4 separate regions of the Zea mays genome follow, and all the other regions are linked to region 2. Evidence: chromatin contacts called from public Hi-C and HiChIP or PLAC-seq data. All regions are on one chromosome and are shown on one strand. Each heading gives the region's core, a stretch centred on a gene start, on an enhancer-like site or on the middle of the called end of the contact. The rest is flanking DNA. Distances are from core to core; before and after follow the strand shown. Region 1 holds the start of LOC100191895 (Eukaryotic aspartyl protease family protein). Region 2 holds the start of LOC103632783. Region 3 holds the start of LOC100277901. Region 4 holds the start of LOC100275573.

Region 1 (6,689 bases), core at 1,124-3,623, 290 kb after region 2:
ACTGAACACCTTGTTACCATTTGCCAATCACCAGGGGTAATCTCGAAACAAATCTGCAAGTAAGTATAAAGGTATTCACATATATAGAGCCCATGGCCGCCCGCTGCATCCCAATCCCAATCCCAATCCGAGTCAAAGTCAAATATAACCACACGTCTCCTGCGCGAAACCAACCTGAGACGCCGAGGTGTCGAAGACGACCCTCAGGTTCTTCTGCTGGTAGTTGCCGATGATGGAGGTCTCGTCCTCGGATTTCAGGGAGGCCACGGCCAGGCACACCTGTGAGGAGTCGCTGCTGACGAAGTAGAGCACGCCGCCGGAGTCCACCTCCACCTCCGCGCCGCCGTCGAACACGAGAGTCAGGCTGGGCACCTGGACTTCCTTGAGCCCGGTCATGTTGAAGCAGGTGTCGAGGATGGAGAACCCTGGCGCCTGCGGGTACTCCGCGAGCTGGCTCATGAACTCGGCCCTGACGGCGTTGTAGACCGACGGCACGAGGCTGGTGATCACGGTGCCCGAGTCGACGATCGCCCTGGCCGAGAAGCCCGTGGACTCCACCTCCTGGCCGCCGACCGTGATCCCGGTCAGGTTCACCAGGTAGAAGGGCCCCTGGAGCAGCGGGTCGGAGTTGGACACCATCGAGGTGTACACGACCGGGGTCGAGTTGCGGTACGCCGACGGGTCGTCGCCCAGCACCAGCGAGCCCGACGCGTCGGACTCCCTGCTGAGCGGGAGGCAGTAGGAGAACACGCCGCCGAACTGGTCCACGGTCTGCGACACGAGCGAGAGCTGGCTGCGGCCGAGCCCCATGAGGCCCGACGTGCCGCCGAACGGCGGGCCCTGGTTGCTGGTGCCGCACCCGAACACGAAGCCGTCGATGACCTCCCCGGCCAGGCTCAGCCTGTCGTGCGCCAGCACGCCGCGGGAGTAGGAGCCGTCGCGGTAGCTGAGCGCGTAGCTGCAGGCCGCCGGCCGCCCGGCGTCGCACGGCGGCGCGCCCGCGCCCGCGCCCGTGGCCAGCTGCTGCTGCAGCGCGTCGCAGGAGGGGGAGTCGCACGGCACCGCGGCGTAGGACGGCGACGAGGACGGGTCGAACAGCGGGCCCTGCTGGTCGTGGCACGACTCGCACGGCGCGCACTGCACCCACGTCAGCTCGCTGGCCGTGTCCACGATCACCGTCGCCTCGCCGCCGCCCAGCCCCACGGTGGCCACGTAGTTCAGCGTCCGGAGCCTCGCGCCCGAGCTGACGGGCACCTGCGCCTTGGACGCCGTCACCGCCACCTCGGCCGACGAGCTGGTCGTCGTCAGCCGGTAGTGCTCTATGCGCCCTTGCAGCGACGAGACGCGCGCGGCGTCGGTGGACAGGAGAGCGTCCGCCTCCTCCTCCCTGCTGTTGGCCGGCGCAGGGCTGAAGCTGTGGTGCCTCAGCTCGAGCACCGTGGCGCCACCCACCGCCCCTGAACATCGCAAGCAAACCGGGAGTCAGCGGACTGGACACCTCTTCTCTTTCTCCCCCTTTCTCTCACTCTTTCTACGCTTGAGCAAGCAGCTCAAAAATCTGTGATGGTGTCACCACCCACCACATGGAAATTTAGTAATTTACTATTCTTATAGTTGTTTATGTAACCCATCCACATTGAAAAGTACTTGGGACGTGCTACTTCTGGCAGTGGCAGAGCCCTGACCCCGAAAAACTGAAAAAACACCATGGAAATCGCATCGCCATTCCTCCTGCAGCCCTACCATTTCCATGGCAAGACGAGCGCGTGTTGCTTTCCATTTAAGCTCTTTTCTTCTTCTTCTCTCCTTCTTCTTCTGACATTATTAGCGCTTGCACGATTTCCAAATACAACCCATTTGCAGAACGGAAGCGAGCAGGGAGAATCTGTGACGCTTCACCGAGAAGAGAAAACAATCTATGGTTATGAACAGAGGCAGATTATTGCCATTGCTGCTGGTTGGGGACAGAAGCATGTGCGTACGTACGTTGGGACGGACTAGCTGAATCTTTCTGGTGTCCCACCCACCCGGCCCCAACCCTCCTCTTCTTCCATCCAAGAACACCGGAGAAACGGGGCGGGGAGACGGAACGCGGGTGATGAGGGAAGGAACTTACTCGACCTCAGGTGGTGCCGCCTCTGCCTCCCTTGCAAGGCTCTCCTGCTCAGGTGGTGCCGCCTCCCCTCCTCAAGGTCAAGGTCAAGGCAATGCACGCCGCCATTACCACCTGCTGCGGCGGCGGCGAGGAGGAGGAGCAGCAGGAGAGCAGCTGCCACAGCAGTGCAAGCTCCCCATGCCATCACTCGCTCGGCTAGCTTGGCTCCAGCTCACTCACTCACGGGAGGGAGGGAGAAGAGGAGAGAGAGAGAGAGGTCAGGATGGGAGGAGGAGGAGGGTGAAAGATTCTCGGTGGCGTGAGCAAGTGATAGGTGAGGTAGGCTTGTTGCGGCGCATGGGAACAAAGGCGCAGCAGCTGGCGGCTGGCCGTCGGGTCGGGGGTGGGGTGTGGTGGTGTACTCGCTTCGCTCTCGCTGTGGCCTGTGGCTGTGGGTGAGGAGAGGAATTATTGGGGGGGCTTCACATGCATGTCCTCTTGCTTGGCCGCAGCACCAGACAGTGCTCACAGCGCAGCGCGCACACACACGCACGCTCCCCAGACCTTCTCTCTCATCTCATCTCATCTCTGATCTCTCACTCCTAGCACACCTCCGTTTTCTCTCTCTGACTCTCTGAGCCGGCCGGACCCTCGCTGCTGACACGTTTCTTTATTACCACCACTACTACTACCAACGTACTAGCAGTAGATCGTCCAAAAAAAAACGTACTAGCAGTAGACATGGAGGAGGGACGTGTATCTTGTGGTGAGGAAAAAGAGGCGGGGAGGAGTTTAGTCATCAGAGTGCGTGGGTGGACGCATTGAAAACCGGGCGTAAGTGGCATTAATGTCTGCGGCAGGGCAAGGCGCGCGCGGGGGTGGTGGTCAGCGACGCAGCCTTGTCCGGCGCACACTGTAGCTAGCACGGAGAAGAAGATGCCAAGAGGAAGGCGGAGGAAGACGACCCAGGCCGTGGCGTTGCACTGCACTGCAGTACTGGGAGTAGGATTGATACGCGCGGCGCGTAGGAGTAATTGGGTTCCGAACAAACAAGCAAACGGATCGAACAGTGCGTGGCGAGAGCGAGACGACCTCGATCGAGCACATGTGATGCTCTGGAGTCACGCCTGGTGAAGTTGCAACTGGCGGAGTAATGGGGGGATCGTCGGGACTAGTCGCTTAGTCACGCCTGGAGTACTTGATTCCGGTGGTAAATACAAATATGTTATAGAGGTGGCATCATGTCGATGGCTCTCTCTATATATAACTAAACTTTTAGTTGGCTATATATATAGCATAAAAATAATATAAAACTCGCTATAGGCTATATTATTAACCTTGCTCTTAAAATGAAAGGAAGATAGGACCATAGACGAAACATTGTCATCGTAGTAATCTTCAACCCCTCCATCATCACTATCAGCTTCGATTTTCTTCGATTCTCGTTCCCTTCGATTTTTGTTCCGAGGGGGTGGCCCTACGTTAGTCGAGCAAACAAAAAAGGAGAGGTATTAGCGGGACCATATCTATTGGAAGGACGTAAATGTTTTGACAAGGGACAAGTTATCCAGTGTTTTCTGAGGATGGTCAGTCAAGTTATTGACTTCTCCTCAGCCCCCGCTTCTCGATCCATGGGGTCGTCGTCCCTGGGTCGGGGACAATACAAAGGAATGGCTACAAATGTCGAGACTTTGTTAAGGGTAGAATTGTCGTAGTCGCTTGATATTCCACACGTTGGTGAGCGTCCTGTCTTTCTCGTCCTTTAGCTTGTAGGTACCCGACCAAAGTACCTCTCCAATTATAAACAACCCCTCCCGGGGCGAAGACAGCTTGTACTGATCTTTGTTGCTTTGTACCCGTTGAAGTACAAGGTAACTCTCTTAGCTTACCTGTAAGGGACCCTACGTTCCAATTGCCTACATGGATTATAGTCTGCTCAACTAGCTTCCTTACCCCTCGCACCTATTGAGACAAATACGAAGACCCTTACACATTTGTCACTACACCTGATGTAGCGCGCCACTAAGGAAGCGACGACTCGATCCTTGCCCACTTGACGCCGCATCTAGATCACGACACGACACACGACCCTTGCCCATTTAAAACCATACCCAAGTTCCGATATGGCATGTCGCTGAGAGGGTTACACCCCAACGGTTTTCTATTGAATTTCATCTCCATTTGAGTGGCTAAGTTTTTTTATAGCTGGCTCGTCACGCCTGACGCAACCATCCTCCTCGTACCTACATTTGGGACCAGGCTATGCTGCGCCAACATATGATGAGACAACATAGGCGGAGTTACTTACATTCTACTAAAGGAAACAGGTGACGCCTAAGAGGGGTCAATTAGGACTTCTAAAACTTTCTCTAAACTAGGCCACAAATAAATCCCTATAGCAAAACCTACGCAAATAATCAAACTAGAATGTGCAAACTAAGCATTGTCTAAGTGTTGCTATCTCTACCGCAATGTCTAAGTTTCAATCCTAAACAATCTAAGTATAAAAACAAGATTGAAACTTTGCTTAATATAAATACGGAAGCTAAAGAGCAGAGTAGAGATGCAAACTCTCGTGGATGATGCCGGTATGTTTACCGAGGTATCCGGAACCACGCAAGGTCCCAACTAATCATCGTTGGTGCCCCTACGTAAAGGGAAGCCCACACGAGGGCCAAGCACCATGGTCGAGTAACTCCGTAGAGAGCCGCGGGCCTTCTCCATGCACAAGTGGTGCTCCGCTTTCGGCTCCTCTCGAACGCTCCCCGCCGTCTCCACTATCAAGTTTCCGGCCAAAACGCCGCGGGCCTCGTTCCCTCCGGGACACGGTGGTGGCCGTGACACAAATGCGGTTGTCATGGTCTCGCAATACTCTCACCCCACTCGGTACAATTACAATGGCTCGCGCAAGAGCCGAGGGGTTGTGTGGTTTTTCTAAACTCACTCAACTAACTAGGATTCACCTAGAGCAAGCGCTAAAGCGGTCTAACTAACCTAAGCACTTCGCAAAGCATCTACGCTAATCACCGAGTGATTCTATTAAGCACTTGGGTGTCTGAGCACTTGGAAATGTCTAATATATGCCTTGGTATGTTGCTTGGGCTCCCACATCTTGGAATGGTCGGTTGAGGTGGTATTTATAGGCCCCAACACAAAACTAGCCGTTGGAGAAAAGCTGCTGCTCTCTGCGACACAACAGACAATCCGGTGGGGTCACCGGACAGTCCGGTGCGCCTAGCCGTTGGATCTGACACCGCAGGTGACCGTTGGCACTACAGGCTTTTACACCGGACAGTCCGGACGTCACACTAGATAGTTCGATGGCTTCTCTTCACCAGTGCCACCTGATACTAGTTGTTGGACTACTGTTTCTCTGGTGCACTGGACAGTCCGGTGTGCCACCGGACAGTCCAGTGCTCTCAGCCGGACAGTCCGCCAGTGGCAACACTTGTCTTCGTTTCTTGGACTTTGCTTGATACTTATTGATCTTCTTGTGATCTTCATAATGTCTTCTTTGGAAGTGTTGCTTTCCTCAATGCCTTAGTCCAAGTAACTTTAGCATCCTGTGAACTATAAACATAAACACTAGCAAACACATTAGTCCACATGTTATGTTGATCATCAAACACCAAAACCTATTTAGCCAAATGGTCTGGGGTCCATTTTCCTTACAATCTCCCCCTTTTTGGTGATTGATGACAACATAACCAAAGCAAGCAAATATAACAAACATTTGAATGAAAATATGCAATCTACTTGCTAGGATGCATGTTTGTCCCCACAAAGTGAGATTATGTACTTAAGCCTCCCCCTAACTCCATAATTCACTTACTTCCTATTTTAGACTAAAGAGCCAAAACCACTTGAAGGATCAAAATTTTAAATTGGTGGTGTTTGGTGTTTGATAACATTTCATTGCTTTGGTCCCTACAACTTCTCCCCCTTTGGCATCAACCACCAAAAAGGAAGACATTAAAAGCATATAGGAAGCAAATAAGACTTGCCCTCATAAAGATTTATCAATGATACCGATTGAAGCACTAAAAATTATTACTCCCCCTAAATGAGTGTTCTCCTTTAAAAGGAATTTTCTCCCCCACTAGAGATGAAGAAATACTCCTCCTGACAGAGATATTCTACTTACAAAAAGCATGTGAGAAATAGAGGTGCAAGACATGATTTGATTAGACTAACTTTCCTTATGCATAGGTAACAGATATGAGTTAACAACTTATGCATGTATAGCAACATGGGAAGTATGAGATGAAATGTAGTCTAACCAAATGTTGGAGAAAGCATGTAAATGATTCCAAATGTAGTCTCAAAGATACCAATTGAAAATCAATGGCGGACCATTTGAGTACCAATGGCAGCCTTGTGAGACATAAGAATTCTTGTAGATTTGCAGTGGAAGCTTGTTGTCTTTCTCCGGGGACTCCATTTTCCTTTCAATGAGACTACTACATAAAATAAACTTGAAAGCAGGTATTAGTCTCAAAGACTTAGATTATAGAAAAACCTCCCTCTGAAAGTGTGCATACAAGTTTTGAATACTTGTAGGAAACATGCACTTTGATTTGATATCAAGAGGGGC
Region 2 (6,854 bases), core at 2,476-4,975:
ATGGTCTATCACAACAGTAATTGTGTTAAGAAAACAAAGATTTGGAGCAACCATTTGGAAACCACCAGAGTCAGTCAGCAATGCCCTTTTCCAATTCATAAATTTGTGCAGGCCACCCAAATCATCAATAAGTTGAGACCCTGGACGTAATTCAAGATGGTAGGTGTTTCCAAGTATAATCTGGCAACCTATCTCCTCTAACTGGTCAGTGGTTAACCCTTTTATTGTACCTAAATTAAAAGAGGAAAAAACACTGAGATACTTGAAATATGTACACAATTATACAAAGTTGAACAGGTTGCACAGCTAAAATCTCTTAAGCATAGTAAACTATCGGAATGAGAAGGAAAACACTTTGGCAGCTATGATAGTTCATAGACTAGAAGAGAAGAGCGAGAAAAGGCTGCAAACTGCTCCAGGAAAAAGAATGAAGTACAGACAATCTTTATTAATTGGGAATACTAAATCATAGTCAAAGCCTTTTATTCTTTCAAGTAAGGAAATACTGTACATAAGAGTCATAAAGACAGGGATACTACAATGTTGAACATCATGGGACATGCATACAAAATGGTGATGACTAATTTCAAGTTGAAATTAGTAGTAACAAGTACATACATTAAAACTATCTATTTCAAATCTTATGTAGCACAAATATGCATATAGTACAAGTAAAAGTGGAAGACGGAACTTGCATATGAAAAAAAAACAAACCTTGAGTTCCAACAGGCATAAAAAGTGGTGTTTGACAAGTAAAGTGGGGAAGAGTTAAGCGAGCTGCGCGGGCGCGATTGAATCTTCCTAATATCTGCAAGCAAATAGGAATGCTTTCACATCGTATTCACAATTATAAGGGGTTAGTTCAAGCAGGTTCAATCAGACATTTCACAGAATTTTATCCACCGAAGATGATGAGCTAGACAAGAGAAAAAATATGAGCTCTTCAAGTCTCCAACAGCCTAGCGTGAAGGCCACAGCATGAAAAAAATGCAGGCTAGAGAGGGCGGGTCCCATAAATGGCACTAGATTGTGTGGCAGAATATCTCCTCTTCCGTCGCCGGCTCCTTTCTTTAGACCATCTCCAGCAGCTTACCTATACTCATACCCATATTCAAACTACACTCTATAAACAGTGTAATCTATAATATAAAACGATGCAAAACGGTGTTTTTAGTGACCATATATGTGCAATGTAAAGTAGTTCACCCATATGTTCACAAAAAAACACCTTTTGCAGTGTTTTGCACTGTAGATTGTATTGTTTGTAGATTGTTGTTTGAATATGGGTATGGGTATAGGTATGGAGATGGTTTTATCTGTTTTCTCTCCCCTCTAACGTACGCGAGAATCAAACATCAGCTCGCTTAGGGCTAGATTATTGGGGACAGCCACTGACACCAGCTCATATATACCATGCCACTCTGAAAGCATGTGCCATGTGGCATTTATATGTGGCACACTACTCTGACTTTTTATTGTTTATCCTTTTCCTGTGATATGGACCACTAAAACTTCACTTCTGAAATAATAAAATACTGAAGTGTAAGAATACTGAACTTTAAATTATTCCCTACAGTATGTGCATTTGCGGATTAAAAGCCTCACTGCATTTGTGAGTAAGGTTTGCCTTAGTTTATGTCTTCCCCACATCCTACTTATGCCTCCTGACACTGAGTTTCCTTTTTTCAGTATGTGCAACAATCAACTATATACATGGGGAAACAATTCTAGTTCTCTAAAAAGAAAAGAGCAGAGAAGATTTCTGAACAACACGTGTCTATCCTAGGATCATGCAACCTTACTACAAAACATTATTAGCTTAACCGCGACTCTGTAGAAGCAGAAGCTAGTATGAATAAGAAATAAATAAATATCTACCAATACAGAATCAGATATTCCACCAACGGCTTATCAACGAAGCTTATTCGCTTTAGCAACATGACACTAACGAACTTCGACCAATCAGCTTGGGGGAAGCCGCGACAATGGGACAGCAAGGTTATCTTCTCATCTGAGCGAATCGAACACACACTCAAAAGTCAAAATAAAACACACAAACAGAAGCATCGACTCACCTCGAAACGAAGCGCCATGGAGAAACAGAGCTTCAGCCACCAAATCAGAGCCTGGATTGATACTAAGCGAACCTGAAAATAAACCCGCCACAAACTGAAGCGCCAATCCAATAAACAATACATTGAATTTGAAGACCCACAAAATCGATAAACGAAAAGAGAAAGGGAAAAAACAACAAAAACAAGCCCGGCGTCCTCACCAGCGATGGATGAATCCACACCTCAGTCCAACCAAAGAGGACGAGGAAGGAGGGGAAGCGAGGTGGTCATGGGTTGTCAGTTTCGGCGGTATGGGAGGCGAAAGCGCGAGGGTTTAGGGTTCAGAAGAGTGGTTCGCGTCCACTTGGACGTTTGGACTCAGTTGGGCCCGGAGCTGGGCAAATTTGCTTATTTGGGTCGACCGGTACATTGCCGCTCGTTTATAGCATCTTCAATAGACTAGCTAAATGATTTGTTAATTTAAATTTTAAATACTCAACAGCAAAACAACTTTTCAACAGATTAATCATCTAACCCGTCAATCTATCTAACTTTTCAAATTGATCCCCTAACTAGTCAAATTTGGCTAGCCACTCTAACTAGCGAAACTAGATATATGGCATGTTGGAGTGAAATGCTACATATAAAATGTAATCTTTATGAAAAAAGAAATAGAAAGTTAAATAGAGAGGTAAAAATGAAGAGTCACTTGCAGATGCTCCTACATTGTCAATAGCTAAAATACTTTTAATTATCAATAGCTAAATGTTTCTCGCTAGATTAACTCACTGTTATTTATTTAACAGTCTAACCTTAGTACAGCACCGTTTTTACCCCTATTAACCAGCTTGCACTTGAAGCTTCAATCGGATGTGGGAGAGGGAGGGCCAACACTGCACCTAGAAAGTGCCGGCCGTGCACAGTGGCGGAGGACGCCAAAAAATTTAAGTGTTGCTGACGCAACGAAGAAAAAAAATTATGACACAGTTTAAAAAAAATTATGACATAGTTTAAAACAATTTGTAGCAAGATCACAATAAGCTTTGTACTCTTCAATTCTTCGTACATGAATAATAAAAGTTCTTATCTAATCTTTTATAGTCTTGCAATCATTAAAAGAAAAATCATCAGGATATATATCCGCGAGTCGAGCAAGCTTATCCACATCAAACTTAGAGAACAAATTAAACTTTGATCGTTTTGAAAATCAAGTGATCGTACGCGCTCCAGAAGCTTCCCAGCAGCTAATCCGAATAGGAAATATTCTACTGGAATCAGAACAAATGCACAAGCACCCAACGCAACAAACATGCTTGCCCAGAACCTCTGAGTCCTTCAGTAGTTCTGCAGGTGGTTCATAGAACACCTTTATCGCGGTGGAAATCAAGTGCAGAGCGGGACAAGCAGCCGTGCAAGCGCGGGACAAACTCACAAGCAGAAGCAGCCGGGCCGCCGGATGGGACAAGCACTCAAGCAGGAAGCAGCCGAATAGGTCGGCGGGGCAAGCAGCCGGCCGCCGGGCGCACGGGACAAGCGACCGCGAGCAGCCGAGCTGCTGCAGCGCGCAGGCAGGAGCGGCCGAGCGGGAGCGCGGTGTGCGGGACGCGCCGACGCGGGGACGGTCGGACGGACAGACGGCGCTTACGGAGACACGGTCACATGTAAACCCTATTCTCTAATCTTTTAGTGGGCCGGCCCAAGGTATTGTCCAGGCAATACTGGGCCCTCCGCCCCTACGTGCACCGGCGGCCGAGGTGCCCACAGCGGGTTGAGCGCGCTAGGCAGAGCGAGATCTGTGGCAACGCTGAGGAAGCGTGACGCGCGAGTGCAGGGGCCTGGCAGAGCGGGGCGAGCAAGCGCTGCGACGGCGTTGGATGGAGGCCACCGTTGATGGAGGGCGGCGTGGGAGAGAGTCTGTGCGGCGGCCTGGGAGAGGAGTCTGCGCTTGGACCGTGTACAGCAAACCCAAAATCACGGTAAGTGTTAGAAATGTTAAAGGCTAGTTTGGAACTCACAAAATCAGACGAATTATAGGGGCAAAAAATTTCTTCTTATTCAATTTTAAATAAGAAAGTGATTTTCTCCCTCCAATCCCTCAGGTATTTTAGCTCACAAACTAATCCTTAATATGAAATTTCTCGCTGGGTTTAGACAATTATATCCATCCTCATGAAGTTATATCTATCTTTATTCTCATACTTATACTCATCATAGATATAGGATTCATCTTATGCCCATCCTCTTCAAGTATTAGGTCTCAATAGATCCCTATCTTCAATAGAAAATATGATTATATTATATTTTATAGAATATTAACAACTACACGACACCTAATAACAATATATCACAAAAAAATCTAATATCTAACAAAAAAACATTGTTTAACCATGCAAAACAACAAAAACAAAGTGGCACTTGGATGGGGTGGACGGCGCGGCTGGTGGCTAGCTACCTAGGTTGGGTGGATAAATGCTTAAAAGGGTTTAGAGAGTTAGGCTTAGTTGTTGGGCTTATTTTTCTATTGGGTGCATGTCTATTTTTACTCGGTGAATATTACTCATAGATAAATCAATATTTGAGATAAATGCTAACTCTGTCTCCATCTATAACGACAACTTTGACTAACAAAGTTAACGGCAGTGGTGCTAAGGCCAAAAAAAATGTTGTCTAATGGCACATGAGCCATAACAAGCTTTCTGATGGTTAATCTTAGGGCTGGGCATTCAGTTTTTTTTTTCTAAACTTCGGTTCGGTTTTTCGGTTTTAAAAAACTTTGGTTCTTCATACATTAGAAACCGATCGGTTTTCTAGAAAATGAAAAACTGAGAAATTCGGTTTCGGTTTTTTACTTCGGTTTTTCGGTAAAAACCGAATACCAAACTTATACTCAAGGCAATACATACAGCAAGTTTACATGATAGATTACACATAATTTTAAAAAATAAAAATTATATAGGCACAAATATTTAGAGATATATCATACATCACATACAAATAAGTGAATAATAATTTAATTGTATCACACATTTAGTTCACATAATCTAATAGTCAAATATGAGAATTGATAAAGTTTGGTATTCGGTTTTTTTGTTATTTCGGTTCGGTATACGGTGAAAACCGATTACGATACCGAAAAACGAACTTCTTATATACAAAAACTGAAACCGAACCGAACTACCGAGAAAACCAAAAATTCGGTTCGGTTTATGGTAAAAAAGTGCCCACCCCTAGTTAATCTAGGATTCAAATTTTTTATATTGGCTTCAAAGAAATTGTCTCCATTGGTAATGAGTGTTATACAAAGCAAGTCTTAGGTACAAGCGTGCAAGCGAGCTTTCTCGCACATTAGTTACACATTTAGCATTAACGATTTTCTAAATTGCGCAAGCTGATAAGGTATTTAAAAGCTAAATATGTAACTAAATTGGTGTTTGTTTAAAATTATAATATGTCTAGATTATATAATCCTAAACAAATATCTCTTAAGGATCTTATTGGAAAGACCTTATTGGAAGGGCTGGCTTCACTTTTTTTCGCATAAGTTGTACCAAACAGTATTTTAGGAAATGACTTTTGTTTAAAAAACACTTCTCTCTTTTGTATTGAAATGGTGAAGTCAAAAAAAATTGACTTGGACCCAGTTTGTTTCAGATTATAATCTCTCCATATTATGGGTTTCAGATTATGTTATTTTTGCACATAATCCCACCCACCAAAATCAATCAGATATGAACACAATCTTTCTTTTCTTCTGTTGCGAACACACAGTCGCCTTGTTCCCATTCTCACGTACAGGCGCACGGAGAAGACAAGCTCCATCGATGGCTGCGCACGGCAGCGACCCCGGCGTCGAAGGAGAGCGACCAGAGACCTTCGTCGTGGGAGATAGCGGCGGCGGGCGTGGAGGGTTCGCGGCACAGTCCTCTCGGGTCTCGGCGAGTAGCAGCGCCCTTCCGTTCAAGCTTCCTCGTGCCGACACCTAGCAGTCACGGCCGAGGCATTGCACCACAGGTTCCGGCGATGTCGTCCAGAGCCGCATCTCCGACGGGTGAAGTCTCCCTCGCGCCGGCGATGACCGCAGACGCAGGGACCTGTCGATCCCCATCTTCGGCTGGTACGCATGTGATCCCCTTCACGGCTTCATCGGCGAACAGGCCTTCAGCGATTCCAATTACCTTACTAGCTTGTCTGGCTGAAGTCCCTGATAGCATATTCATGGCCAATCACTGCATACCAAGGGCATGATCGTAGGTGTATTAGAATAGATTTTTCCAGTTAGAGACGTGTAATAATCTCCATGGTGTGGTCCTATATTTTCCATAGAGTCGTATATTTTCCATTGCAGGATTTTTCTTTTCTTGATCCGTGACTGATACGTGACCTTTGCATATTTCTGTACTTGTCTGTTCATGCTGTGCAAAAAAAATGTCTGAAAAGTAATTAGGCAACGTACAAGTTCTATTTTGCAAAACAGCATAGAAGCTATCTTGCCAAATGGTTCTTTATAATAGTTTTAGCTCTCCTGAAAAAGCTGCTCACACAGAGAAAACAGAGTCAAAGCTAAAGCCAAAGCCGTTTTTATAAAAGCTAAAGCCCTACCAAAAATGCTCTAGGATTGTATCAGAATCTAAAGGTCCAAGAAGCTGGATTACACGCTTGCACCATTGCTAACCTACGCAACCGTCGTTGCCATTAACAGAAAGGCAGAAACAATCGATATTTTCCGATGCTCCGTGCTCCCGTCCGTCCGTCGCTCGCACCGAAAGCGGCAGCTGCGGCGACCGGCAGCGCAGACTGGCG
Region 3 (6,404 bases), core at 1,038-3,537, 330 kb before region 2:
AAGAACCAAAAGAAAAGATAGTATATTCCACTGTTATAGAACAAAATACACCACACCGCGCCATACAATACAAACATTTTATGACTTCAAGGATTTCCACCGAAGTTAGAACCATGACCATACCCCTGGCCAGTCCCTATACCCACCAACCCATTGCCCGACCCACTACCCTCCCCATACACAGATCCCGACCCGCTCCCACCGCCCTGCCCGTACCCTTGCCCGCCGCCAGAGCCCGCAGAAGAGCCGGCCGCCGACCCAGTGGAGCCCGCGGACGATCCGGCACTCGATCCGGCGGACGAGCTGGCCCCTCCAACGGATATAGACCCAGACCTAGACCCTGAGGTAGATCCCACCACAGGCGCCGACCCAGACCCAGAGCCAGACCCAGACACCGACACTCCTCCGGTACCTGCGCCGACGCCGAGGCCCAGTCCAAGCCCGAGGCCCAGCCCGTCGCCTCCGCCGCCACCGCCGCCGCCCAGGCCGATGCCGAGGCTCTTCCTCGCCACGCGGCCCTGCGCGAGGCCGCAGGACAGCGAGCACACCAGAGCCGCCAGCGCTAGAGCGCTCGCAGCCGCAGCCGCAGCGCCCCTGCCGCCGCCTCCTGCCATCGATCCCACCACCTCGAACTCGATCCGCAGACGACCACGCGCGCTCGAAGTCTCGGACACTTGGGCTCACCGGTGCGGTGCAGAAAGCCGCTGGCGTGCTGCTCGATCGCTTATATATTATATAGGAGCCGGCGCGCATGATGCGCGGCGCCAAGAGGAACCGACGGGGGACGACAGCTTTGGCCGCGAGACGTACCGCAAAGCGCGCGCGATCATGTGGGCGTGGGCGACCGTGGTGTTGGGGAGCGATCATGGATGGAGCAGTGCTGCCGCTGTGCCGAAAAGGCGCGCGACGCGAGTGCGCGGAGTGGTTGTGATGACGGGGGGGAGTGCGCTGAAAGCTGCACGTACTACGTCGTCTGCGGGAAGGTGTGTGGCCGGCGTTTGTTGCGTGATCGATGTGATGCTTGGGTCCTGATCCCGATCGAGTCCGCCTGAAGTTAGGCAAGATGGTTTCAGTGAGCAGTCAGTTCAGTGGCGATGTCGTTCGAAGTCGCTGGGATTGACTTTGGATTCAGCGAGGGCGGCAGGCGGACAGATCGAGCTGGAGGCGCATGCAGCTGATTGGCAAAATTTCCCCCGTAATTTGCTCCCAGTTTAGGGCTTTGTTTGGGAGAAGGGGTTGAATGTGGTGTAATTTAAGTTAATTTACACTTCAATCCACTCCAATACTTAGATTAAGGTGAATACGAGAATAAGGCCTAACAACCACTTTACGTCGCATGCAAAAAGGGCCGGCAGCGACAAAACCAGCCGCCCACTGCACTGGAGGCATGGCATGTTCGCGAGCACGCGCGGCAGGCCGCCACTGTTCTAGCTAAAACTCACACTGTGCTCATCAAAGTAAAGGCACAGCTCGCAGCCACACGTCCGACGCACACGCACGGAGGCTCCAGAGCGAACACGCGCGCATCGTCCTGGTCGAGCTCCTGATGATACGAATACGATCGAACAACCGTGGGTTTGCCCAAGCAAGTCTGTATCGCACAGGACATAGCAAACTGTTCGCAGGCAATATAATACACAGATCAACAAAACAAGACATGATGGAGGAATGGACTTGGGATCGGAAAGCTAGCTTCAGGGCGTGGTCCTCTGGAAGTAGTTCAAGTGCCGGATCAAGTGCTTCATCGTCTGCAGGTTCTATTTCAGCCTCCGACTGCAGTTCATTCACACGCTGAGACCAGTGCCGGCCGGGGGCTAGTAGTGCAAGATCAATTAAGCGTAGGGGTCGTCTAGCGCTAGCTGGATCTCCAAGTGGGCAACATCACGCTGAGGTGTTGATACATAGGCTATAGCACGAAGTAGGAAGAAGAGGACAAGCAGTATGCCGATAAGGCTTACAGGTAAGCTTCCACTTCGATCATACATGCATCCAGAATCTTCGAGCGGTATCTGTTCCATCACAGCACAGTGCGTCCTCTTCATTCCTACAGTGTTCAGCAGCCCCATATCTCCTTTTGCGCCGTCCTTACTCCACTTACTATACTCTAACAAGATGAAGATATCAACTGCACCACTCTGAATTCAGCCGTCCAATGGCCACACCACGACCACAAGTTTCGCCTTTCGTGAGCCAAAAAAGAAAAAAAAACTATGAGTATTTCTATACGTGAACCCCCAACCCCTGCTTTTGGGTCCTATAAACGCCACTGCGCTTGCTGCGCTCTGGAGCACCAGCAGGAGAGTCCCGGAGCTGGAAGAAGAAGATACAGAGCGCATGCTCCTGTGAACATACACCACTGAACCCATAGAAAGCAGCACACAGTCTGCATAGGTGCATTGTTGTTCCGGCCTCTCCTAGAGGAAAGGAAGGTCAGGACTCAGGAGGATGCCTCGAGCCCCGACCATGACCGCTTTCCTTGTCGCCGTGCTTGCCGCCCTCGTTCTCACGTCCGAGGGCCGCGTTTCTCGGAAGGACCTGGGCATCGACCTCGGCGGTGGCAGCGGGGCAGGCATCGGGATCGGTGCTGGGATTAGCATTGGCATAGGCGGTGGTGGTGGTGCCGGTGGCTCTGGCTCTGGCTCGGCGTCTGGCTCCGGCTCCGGCTCCGGCTCGGCCTCAGGTTCCGGGTCCAGTGCGGGCTCTGGTGCAGGATCGTATGCTGGATCTGGCGCCGGCGCCGGCTCTGGCTCTGGCTCTGGTGCGGGTTCAGGAGCTGGGTCCGGAGCGGGTTCGGGTTCAGGGTACGGGCAAGGGCAAGGGTCTGGATATGGCGAAGGGCATGGGTCGGGCCAGGGACAGGGTTCTGGGTCTGGCTCGGGATACGGTCAGGGAAGTGGATCCGGTCGAGGATCTGGCTACGGCGAAGGCTCCGGTTCCGGCTCTGGCCAAGGATCAGGATCCGGCTACGGCGAAGGCTCCGGTTCCGGCTCTGGCCAAGGATCAGGATCCGGCTACGGTGAAGGTTACGGCTCCGGTCATGGCCAAGGATCTGGATACGGTGAGGGTTCAGGAAGAGGATACGGAGAAGGTTCAGGCTCAGGCTACGGCGAGGGACACGGCTACGGCTACGGCTCTGGTTCTGGGCATGTGGCAAATAAACATGACTGAACAATGTTCTCTGAGCTCTGATGTTCTCTTCTCTTTCTGTGTATCCATCCATATACATAAATAAGTACACGTTACCAACTGTGGACAAAGAACTGTACTCTCTCTCTCTCCTCAAAGCATTTCCTATATAGCTGTTCAAGATACTGTTTTTCATTATAGACTACACTTTTTATGGAATGTGGTTTAAAATAAGAGATATGAATGGATAAGTTGTTGGAGATCGTATAAGTACGTCATCTACTATATACATCTTCTTCCATGTAGTCAATCACATGATGTTAGCTGGATCTTTTTTTCTTCAGAGAGAGTGGCATCAGAGAGATAACGACATCATTTGGTTCTTAGTCATGTGACCTATCCTTCTTCGCAAGCGCAATATGTTGTCTCTGTACTATAGGCATAAGATTCAGAGCTACGAAAATACATCTATGCTAAAATTCGCACACCGGAGCAGACCCCATCTCGTCAGCATGTGAGCGTGTTACTCTCTCAAACTTTCATAAAGCAAGCAGGCTGGTCTGAATAGCCAGCATTTTCACCTTTTGCCATCCTTCATAAAGCAAGATGGGTACTTCGTCGCAATGCCCTGCTACTGCAACTGCGCCCCCAGCTTGTGCAAATAGATCTAAGTCCTCGTCAGAGGTAAGCAATGTTATTCAAACTACGAATTCACTCATTTCTGTTGTGAATTTTAGTGTCAACACAACATAGAATTCCAAATGCCGCAATTTGCAAGTGGTTCAGCGTGGATAAGCAAACTGGATAGTTTTTAACAAAATCTTCGTCAGTGAAGAATCAGAATATTATGTTTTCTGTGTTCATATGAGTGCACTAATTGCCATTATTCTTGACATTCCAGATCTCCACATTCATGCAAAGCAAGAACTGGAACTCCATCCAGTCTCTAGGACCATAAACAATAGAATTGAAGATAGCCTTCCTGTTCCAGACAAGGACAAATAAGCATTTTATAATTTATCCGTTGCCCGAACCCAAATTATCTTCTGCTCATCCCAAAAAACTTGTCAGATGCCACCAGGCGAGTTCAGTGTAACATGAGTGCAGCAAAGAGTGTAGCAGAATGCGAATAAAATGGGGAAACGAGATGGGTTGCGTGTGACTGTTTTATTGGCGGCCATTACAGGTTGGTAGGGTTTCATGGGAACACAAGTATGCGGCCTCTCAGATGCTTCCTTTTTTTATTTTAAACGGAAAACAGAGGCTTCGTCATACAGGCAAATGAGTCGGTTAACTACTCACATGACTGATAATTCCATGGCAATTCTAGAGAATGCTAACTTGCTGGTCTGCTGGATTGATGCATCATATGGTGCTTCAGTTATAGTATAACGCAAGCGAATGCAGCAGCAGTCCACAATCCTGTCACGTGGTCACGCACAGAAACCATAGGTGGGGGTACTACGGCTTGGTTCTCCACCGAAATAGAGAAAGGATGAACTAGGAGGTACTGAAAAGGCTCGCTGGGACCTACAAAATGGAATGTCCAAATCATTATCCCAATTCAATTATTAATATATTAGCATTTGAACCACAATAACTGTTGGAAAAACACGAGAACAATGACAATAGTTACGATTATTTGACAAGCCAAGTGAATTCCATAGAGGAAGATTCAGACTACCTTCGCATTGTGTGGCATGATCTTTATGTCATGAGGTGGATGAAGCCAAGATTCAGGGGCATATGATAAGAAGTTCTCAAGCTTGCTCGTGTAAATATCGGCATATTGATGAATGTGATAGGAAAATGATGATTCCCTTCCCGTGTCTGTAAGAAATGTTGCACCAAAAGAGGTATTGAACAAATCTCGCATCCCAGATCGGCATTGACGTCTTTCTGCATTCAACTCATTGAGCAATGCTTTATAGACTTGGCCTTTCTCGGTGCTAACAACAGCTGCATGGACTTTCCCAAGTAGATCATGTATTATACTCAATTTTGCCTGCAATGCAAGATACACCGAGTAAATTGTTCAGCATCCATGTGGATGAAAATTTCATGAACTAACAAACTGCAAATGTGATAAGAGGAATCAAATAATATCTATCAGATACAAAAGGTAAATGCCATCGGTGTATCTGTAGATCAATTTGTGGTGCGACTGATTGCCCATGTCATGTTTTGGATTTTGCATACCAGGGGATTTACCAACCCGTGTCGCATAGCACTCCACAAAAGAATAACAGCAGCAAGAAGTGCCTAAAGACTAAGTGGGTGTTTGGTTCGAGGAATCACTCCAACCAAATTGAGGTAGTTCATCATGGGTTCATTACTCAAATTTAGTGGAATAACCATTCCTCATATTAGTACTAACTAATTATGAGGAATGAGGTGGAAATGGATCAACTCATTCCATTCCACGAACCAAACAAAAATAGTAATGAGTGAGAAGATGATGGACTAACTCATTCCTCAAACCAAACACCCCATAAGTGAGTCGCCTGAACCAAAACCTGCTAGCCTGTTTGAAAGTAAAGTATTTTTGTAGTTTCTAGACAATACCATGGTTTACAGAAATACCGTAGTATTTTATGCCATGAGCTGTTTGACTGCATTCCTGAAAACTGCATTTTCAAAACTATGGTATTTTAGATACCATGGTATTTTTAGAGTATTGGCAACTCTACTCCAACCTAAAGTTTTCATAACATGGCTAACTTTTGTCTAAATATCATGGTTTACAATGTTATATCCAAACAATAGCTAGTATTCTTGAAGCATAGTATCGTAAAGTATGGTAGTGTCATGACAATTGCAAAGTATAGTATCGTAAAATCATGGTTTTGAGAAACATTGTTACCAAACAGGCCCCGACTGTGCCTTTCAAATTGTACCGATCAACAGTGCGGCATGAACAGTTCCCTCTCACAGTCCCAATCTTGAGAGAAATATTTGTTAGCACCTCTAGATCATAATTCTTGTCTTTTTGGACAACAACATATCTCAAAAACATTTCAGAGTTATTGGTAGTAAAAGTTCTAAAGGCTCATCCAAAACAACAAGAAATAAGGAACTGGAATACAAACTAATCTGGGTGAACTTTCGTTAGAAGTACCAGTTAAGTGTAAGGAGGATAAAAATAAAGTATTAGGATACAATAAACACGACAAGCAGATGATATAGTGCACACCTGTTGGAATCGGTAGCTGTCACCGTTTTGGATTTCTATTTCATCCTGAAGTGACAATGCATGGAACATTGTCAAATGGTACAGA
Region 4 (6,341 bases), core at 693-3,192, 450 kb after region 2:
GTAGAGGCGGAAGGGGCCGGAGAAGACGCAGCAGGGGCACAAACGAGGTGGAGCGGCGATGGTGACCAGAGTGACGGCGGCGCTGTCGAGCGAGACATGAGCGAGAGCGAGAGAGGCGTGCGTGCGAAAGTGAAATGGCACGGTCGAGCTTCGTTCCTTAAAATTACTTATCCTCGACGGCTTGTCTAGCAGTCGTCGAACACAAACTTTAACTCCGACGACTGGCAGAGAAGCCATCGAAAATAAATAAAACATCCGACGTATGGTGCTGATGACGTCGGAAGTGCCCTTTCCTATTGTGTATGTAATTATGCCTCTCAGGATTTATACTCATATCAGTTACAACAAATCATGTCATGTTTAGCGACACTATAGAGTCGGATTCCAAGCAAATGGTTTCTTCAAACCCATTTCTTATCCCCAAAATGCATATGCATTCTCCTAGTCTTATATGTGACCAAGACGTATTGGCCCCGCCACAACGCACATGCATATTTATCGGTCATAAAAAAACTTCACCAATAAATTATACTCTATCCGTTTCAAAATATTAGTCGTGAACTAATTTCTTTTTTAATCATCTTCTGTGATGAAGAGAATTTGAGTTCTCAAACTAGCCCCAAATACGTAAGTAAGCCTTTTCAAAATAGTGTGGTTGTGATTGCGAAGGTTGAATAAGCTTCAATTTGTAATCGTTGACAGCTTTGGTCGATGGTTTACCTAGTTTATGCATGTGGATTGGAGCTTGCGTTTGACCGGGAATTTTCGCTACGAGGGCTGCTATTCCTGGACGCTATACTATACGCCCTGGATAGCTCGGGGTTAAGGCTTGAAGAAACGTTCAACGAAAACAAACACCTGGAAACACGACTTTTATGTATATCTTTGAGGGATTAGGTCAACTGTTCAGGCCTGCGACTGGGAGCTACCTGCGTTGCACTGCACCGTGGCGTGGCATGCGCGGCGGCGCCGGCAATGACCCGGGCCTGCGCGTGCACATCTGCTTTCGGTCCAAAGATCAGATGAGCTAATCCAGCAACTTTGATCGGTTCCGCTGAACGAAGCCGAGGGCTGCCCATTTGCTTTTTGCACCAGCGAAACGTTCGGCCGGGAATTGACCTTTTCCAGCTTTCCTGCACCCTGCTGCACAGGCTTTTCCAGGTCCGCCATGGGGCCTATTTGGTTCAGCTTTTTTCTGACCAGCTTTTCTGAAAATCTGGCTGTGAGGAGAATCTGGCTGTGGAGAGAATCTGAGTATCATTACGATTATGTGTGGAGAAAGATAAAGTTGTTCATATGACTCAGGATCTAGAAAGTGACGGATTCCTACTATTACAACGACTCAACCGATTATGTGTTTATGTTGATTTTGGATAGTTTTTGTCCGAACGAATTTTATAGAAACTGGCTGAAAAGCTGAGCGTTTGGCAGTCCGCAGTAGCTTTTGGTGGCCAGAAGCTGCCAGAAGCCGAAACAAACAGGGCCATGGCCATGGCGCAGACAGGCAGGCATTCAAGCCTAACGCACGCTCGGGGTGCACGCGCCAGGGGACACGTAGTGGAAAACCGCTCGGTAGCTTAACAAGAGAGGCGCAATTAGAGCCGTTTGGTCGCCCTTAACTCGGCGACCTCCACTTGAGCATGAACGAGAGCCCTAAATTTTTATTCTCTAAATTTTTATTTACAGAATTATTTATATAAAAACTAATTTCTATAGTTTTACTTTATTATACTTTATATATCTTATTTATATTCTGAAAAATGCTATTGTTTTTTTGAAATTTAGAATAAAAGATAATTATATCTAGATAACCCAGCTGGGAGAGGATACCGAGCTCTGTTGCCTGTTGGGAGTTCCTCTTAATTCTCTACTTCCCTGCCGCCCGCGGCAACCGTCCTCCCTCCTCCACCTCCACCAGCTGCACTCCCCACGCCGCGCACCCGCCCCTCTGCCCCTCCTCCAGCTCCAAACCGGAAACGCGGGGATACCGCGCCGTCCGCGTGGCGTGTCCGAAGAGATCCCACGACCCGGCGGGCGGCGCTGCGAGGCTGAAGGCGCGGCGGCGGCGGATTTAAGGGCCTCACCGGCTCGGGATCTCCGCGCGATCGCCGCTGGGCCGCGCGCTCGAGGTAAGGAGGTTTCTGGCGCTTGCTGGCTGAGTTCCGGAACTAGAGTTTAGGACCTGGTTGGTGCGTAGCGCCGATCTATATTCGACACGCCGTTTTTTTTTTTTCCTTTTCCTCGATTTGAGCTGGGGGAGCAGGATGGCCTAGCTTGCCCGCCGGGTGTGGGGGGCATTTGATCGGGGTGTGCGGGTGGGAGAGTTGACTGGGCAGGCTTACCGTTGATCGCGAACTCGGCGGGACCAGGTGGTTTTGGAATTCTGGATCGCTTCCTGCTACTCCTCCGGTGAATCCGGCCGCTCCTCCTCGGGTTCTTCGGCGCCCCCTGAAATGGTTCCGCTATGCCACTTGGGATTCTCGCTGCGGATTGGGTGGGTCTTACCGGTTGAGTACCGAGAACTTTGGCATGGAGTGACTCGTGATTTCGTTCGTTGGAACACGGCTCGAGCTTGTCTGTTTAGCAGGTTAATCTTGCCAATTGCGACATTTGTTTTTTTCTTCGTGCTTTGTGTCTTCGGTAATTTGGAAGCTTAATTACTCCGCAGTGCGTTTTTTAAAGACTAGGTGCTTCGCACTAGCACATTAGCTATTTCTTTAAAAAAAATTAAACGAACATATACCAAAACCCAACGGTAGATCCTGAATTCCAAACTAAATCACCCTGCACTTAATGTGCTCTTGCTGTCTGAATTTTCAAGGAACTATTGTTTTATTCGCCCAACTTTGCAGATAGCATGTGCGCTATCTTTGGGTACAACGATTTTTAGCATTATTATTCGATTTTGTCCAAGTGAATTCTCGGCAACGTCAAGTGAAGTCTGGCGGTTTAGCTGGTACTATGTGTCTATGTCCACCACTCCACCGTCATATTTTTCCCTTGTCTCTGTCATGGCGGGCATATCCTTGATGCATGTGCATAGCTCATAAGTGGCAAGTATTAAAAAATGTCCCTGTTTCCCATGCTGCTTCTGGCGAGAAATTATTAGGAAACTGATTCGTCTCACATGCATGTGCATTGTCCTGTCTGTTCTAAAACCATCAGAATCTCCACGAATAATGTTTATGTGCTTTGTCCTTGCTCAATTGATGTACGATCCCATGTAGCAGCTGCCATTTGTCCAAAGATCTTTTTTATGCTTTATAGTAGATCTACAATGCATTTATACATTCAGATGCCACCTTCCTCCCCTGTTTCCGAGCCTCTGTCTAGTCACTCTCCTTCACGATTGGCCGCACTAGCTATAGCTGTTCGAAGTTTTGGCGCTGAAATCGGTAAAATTTCATTTCTATACGCAATTCAGTCACCTGCAATTTGTAGTCTTGTGGATGACTCGGGTTCATTGTTTTAGTACATGCTAATTTGGTGCCCTTTGTTGTTTTCTCTTATGTGCAGAAAGTTCCTGTTGCTTGTTTCAAATTGAAATTTGGATGTTCGTTCTTCTTAATTTGAGGCTTACCTATTTATTTGGTGTCTGGTTGTGTGCCTTTAGGTATACATTGGTTGTTGCAGCAAGCTGGTTTCTTGAGATCCATATTGATGTGGTTTGTTCTGGAAATTTTTATTCTTCATGGATGCTATTAAGAGCCATGCAAAGAAGGTTGATCTTGTTGATGAGACTCTAAGACCACCACTAGTTCCATCCGAGAAGCACAATGCTTTCCGAGTGAGGAATGTTGCATCCAGGTGCAAAACTGATCTGGCTGATGCCACTAAGATAAGAAGATGTACATCACCAAGTCTTGGCCAGACCTCAGCAATTGAAGGCACACCAGCACCCAAAAGAGCTCAGTCTGCAGATAGAAGAAGGCCGACACCTTCAACCCCTCCCTCTAAGGTGTCAACACCCTCAACCCCTGTGTCAAGGTCCATCACACCAGTTCGTGATACCACTAGAGACTTACACAAGAGTTCCAAGCGTATAGCAAGCACAAAGGCTCCTGATGGCTTGTGGCCAGCAATGCGTAACTTGTCTTCATCTTTCCAGTCGGAATCTGTGGCTGCACCTACTACTAGAAATGATAAGGTAGTCACGGCTTTGGATTGTAGCAAGGGGCAAGTGAGTGTTCTAACGGAGAGGAAGAGAAGTCCTTTTAGAAGGAAAAACATTGGTGAACATTGTGAGAATGCTCAACCTTCAGAGGAGCCCCCTAAGAGGTTAATTGAGCAACACAGATGGCCAGCCATGATAGCTGGGCAGGCGCCGAAGAATCTCATGTCAAGAAGCATTGACCTTTCGGACAAAGCTAATATACCAGTCGCATCATCAAATACATCAAGAGGTCTTTCACCAAGGAAGACGCCTTCTGTCAGACCTGTGCCATCATCAAATACATCAAGAGGCCTTTCACCAAGGAAGACCCCTTCCGTCGGACCAGTCCCATCATCAAATACATCAAGATGCCCTTCACCAATGAAGACCCCTTCTGTTGAAGCTTCAGTGAAACTGTCAAATCAGTCATTGGATGAAGTGGCAAGGAGTTTGGCTATTCAATCAAGCAGAAAAGATGATAAGGTAGATTCACAGACAATAGAGAGATCCAAATCTTTGAGCCGACCAAACAGAACAGTTACTTTTCCTGTTCCAATTCTACAACGCTCATCATCACCAAGCAGAGCATTGCCAGCTACGTCCTCAACTTCCAGGGCCTTTCAGAGCCCATCTCGGACAAGGCCATCAACACCCTGTCAGTCCCAAAGTGTTGGAGCTATCCAATCAAGCGTTCCATCTTCTCTTATTAACTACATGGTTGATGCGCGGAAAGGAAAGAAGAATGCCAGCCAAATCGAAAATATCCACCAAGTGCGTTTATTGCACAATAGACATTTACAGTGGCTCTTTATAAATGCTTATGCAGAAGATGCTTTATCTTTTCAAAAGGCTACTGTTGAGGTAAAATTAGCAAATTAGTTGCTCTTACTTTTTTAATCTAATTTTACTTCAATTGGCCTCGTTTGTGTCATTTTGTCTTGTTCTTTCTTGGATTCCAGTACTTCATGCAGTTAGAGCTTTTCTATGATAACATAACAACAGTTCATGTAATACTTTCTCTTCACAAGTTAACCTTGCAGCTGCAAAATATATAGATAAAATTGAACATAAGCTTTGTGAGTTGTGACTAGGGTACTAGGCATTTTCTTCCAAAATCAGTTAGTTTTGTGGTTATGGTGCCAACTGTTTGACCAAAATAGATGAGAAAACTTTGTGCTCTGTAAAGTTTGCCCATATCTATGATTTTTGTGTTTAGAAGTTTGTTTGTGATCTACTACTAAGAATTGGATTTTTAGTGTACTTGTTTCTTTTTAGCTTTTTGAGTGATTTTATTCATGAAACTACTTTTCCCTTTTCTTATGTGAAATAGAATACCATGTATAATGTTTGGAGGAATACTGTAAACCTGCGGGATTCTGTTAATATGAAAAGAATAATGGTGCAACACTTCCAACAAGAACTCAGGCTTTACAACATTCTGAAAGAGCAGGTACGTTCCAGATCATAACTTGCTACATGGTACTAGCATGCCCTGTTCTTAAGGCGTCGCCTAGGTGTCTAGGCGGAGGTCCAACGCCTAGGCGCCTTGCCCGGCTACCTCGCCTAGGCGTCCAGGCGGTGGTCCAACGCCTTGGCTCGCCTTACCGCTTTAAAAACCATGCTAGCATGGTAATGGTAAAATTTGGAAAAAAAAGTTCACATTGTTCGATTGCATTGATCAGCACGTGCTGTAAGTATATATTTATTTATCACATTATCTTTTCAATGGAGGATGGTACAAAATATAAAAACTATGACTATTCGCAGTACTTTTTCAGCACTCATACTAGTTATTACTGTCGATCAATTACACAGATAGCATTTCTAAAATATGCTGTTGTTTTGGTTCAGATTGCTTACCTTGAACAATGGCCAACGCTAGAAAGGGAGAATAGTATCTCTTTACTAGGGGCAACTGAGGCTCTGAAAGCAAGCACCCTGCGCCTGCCAGTTACATTGGGAGCAAAGGTATGCTAGGAACTCTACTAACTGAATTGCACACATTTTAGTATGCTGTTGTGATTTCTGCCATGTTATTGACTATCATATGAACAGGCTAACACAATTGCTCTCAAGAACGCTGTAAGCTCAGCTGTTGATGTCATGCAAGTTTTGGGCTCATCTGTTTGCTGCATTCATTCAAAGGTCAGATACTTGCATGCATTTGTCTTTGAATTTAGTATTCATT

Evidence for each region. A called contact is a pair of places that touch in the nucleus more often than the background predicts. HiChIP or PLAC-seq counts read pairs in DNA pulled down with a chosen protein or histone mark.
Region 1: a contact with region 2 is called in a Hi-C map of tassel, with 2.4 times the contacts expected there. The contact joins the promoter of LOC100191895 here to the promoter of LOC103632783 in region 2. A contact is called at or near these places in 3 of 25 Hi-C or Micro-C datasets (ear, leaf and tassel).
Region 3: a contact with region 2 is called in an H3K4me3 HiChIP or PLAC-seq map of leaf, with 4 times the contacts expected there. The contact joins the promoter of LOC100277901 here to the promoter of LOC103632783 in region 2. A contact is called at or near these places in 7 of 25 Hi-C or Micro-C datasets (ear, endosperm, leaf and 1 more) and 1 of 3 datasets of contacts at active chromatin or transcription factors (leaf).
Region 4: a Hi-C map of leaf shows a contact between it and region 2, with 6 times the contacts expected there. The contact joins the promoter of LOC100275573 here to the promoter of LOC103632783 in region 2. A contact is called at or near these places in 3 of 25 Hi-C or Micro-C datasets (ear, endosperm and leaf).

The regions. Positions count from the first base shown.
Region 1 is chr7:122,845,734-122,852,422 of Zm-B73-REFERENCE-NAM-5.0, reverse strand. It overlaps LOC100191895 (Eukaryotic aspartyl protease family protein), which reads right to left and starts at 2,373. Exons shown (of 2, transcript NM_001137319.1): 1 at 2,117-2,373; 2 at 39-1,457. The coding sequence starts at 2,300. The coding sequence ends at 139. It overlaps LOC111589721 (a long non-coding RNA gene), which reads right to left and starts at 2,105. Exons shown (of 2, transcript XR_002748809.1): 1 at 1,987-2,105; 2 at 1,591-1,893.
Region 2 is chr7:123,139,288-123,146,141 of Zm-B73-REFERENCE-NAM-5.0, reverse strand. LOC103632783 reads left to right here and starts at 3,725. Exons shown (of 2, transcript XR_004851512.1): 1 at 3,725-4,030; 2 at 5,823-6,494. LOC100273014 (queuine tRNA-ribosyltransferase) reads right to left here and starts at 3,731. Exons shown (of 16, transcript NM_001147464.3): 1 at 3,487-3,731; 2 at 2,076-2,147; 3 at 715-808; 4 at 52-230. The coding sequence starts at 2,093.
Region 3 is chr7:123,463,811-123,470,214 of Zm-B73-REFERENCE-NAM-5.0, reverse strand. It overlaps LOC100277901, which reads left to right and starts at 2,287. Exons shown (of 1, transcript NM_001151348.2): 1 at 2,287-3,340. The coding sequence starts at 2,446. The coding sequence ends at 3,168. LOC100384794 reads right to left here. Exons shown (of 13, transcript NM_001177240.2): 11 at 6,320-6,364; 12 at 4,811-5,131; 13 at 4,140-4,656. The coding sequence ends at 4,627. It overlaps LOC100382354, which reads right to left and starts at 928. Exons shown (of 1, transcript NM_001175100.1): 1 at 9-928. The coding sequence starts at 867. The coding sequence ends at 334.
Region 4 is chr7:122,683,643-122,689,983 of Zm-B73-REFERENCE-NAM-5.0, reverse strand. It overlaps LOC100275573, which reads left to right and starts at 1,942. Exons shown (of 7, transcript NM_001371678.1): 1 at 1,942-2,129; 2 at 3,614-5,014; 3 at 5,484-5,603; 4 at 6,005-6,121; 5 at 6,209-6,298. The coding sequence starts at 3,692.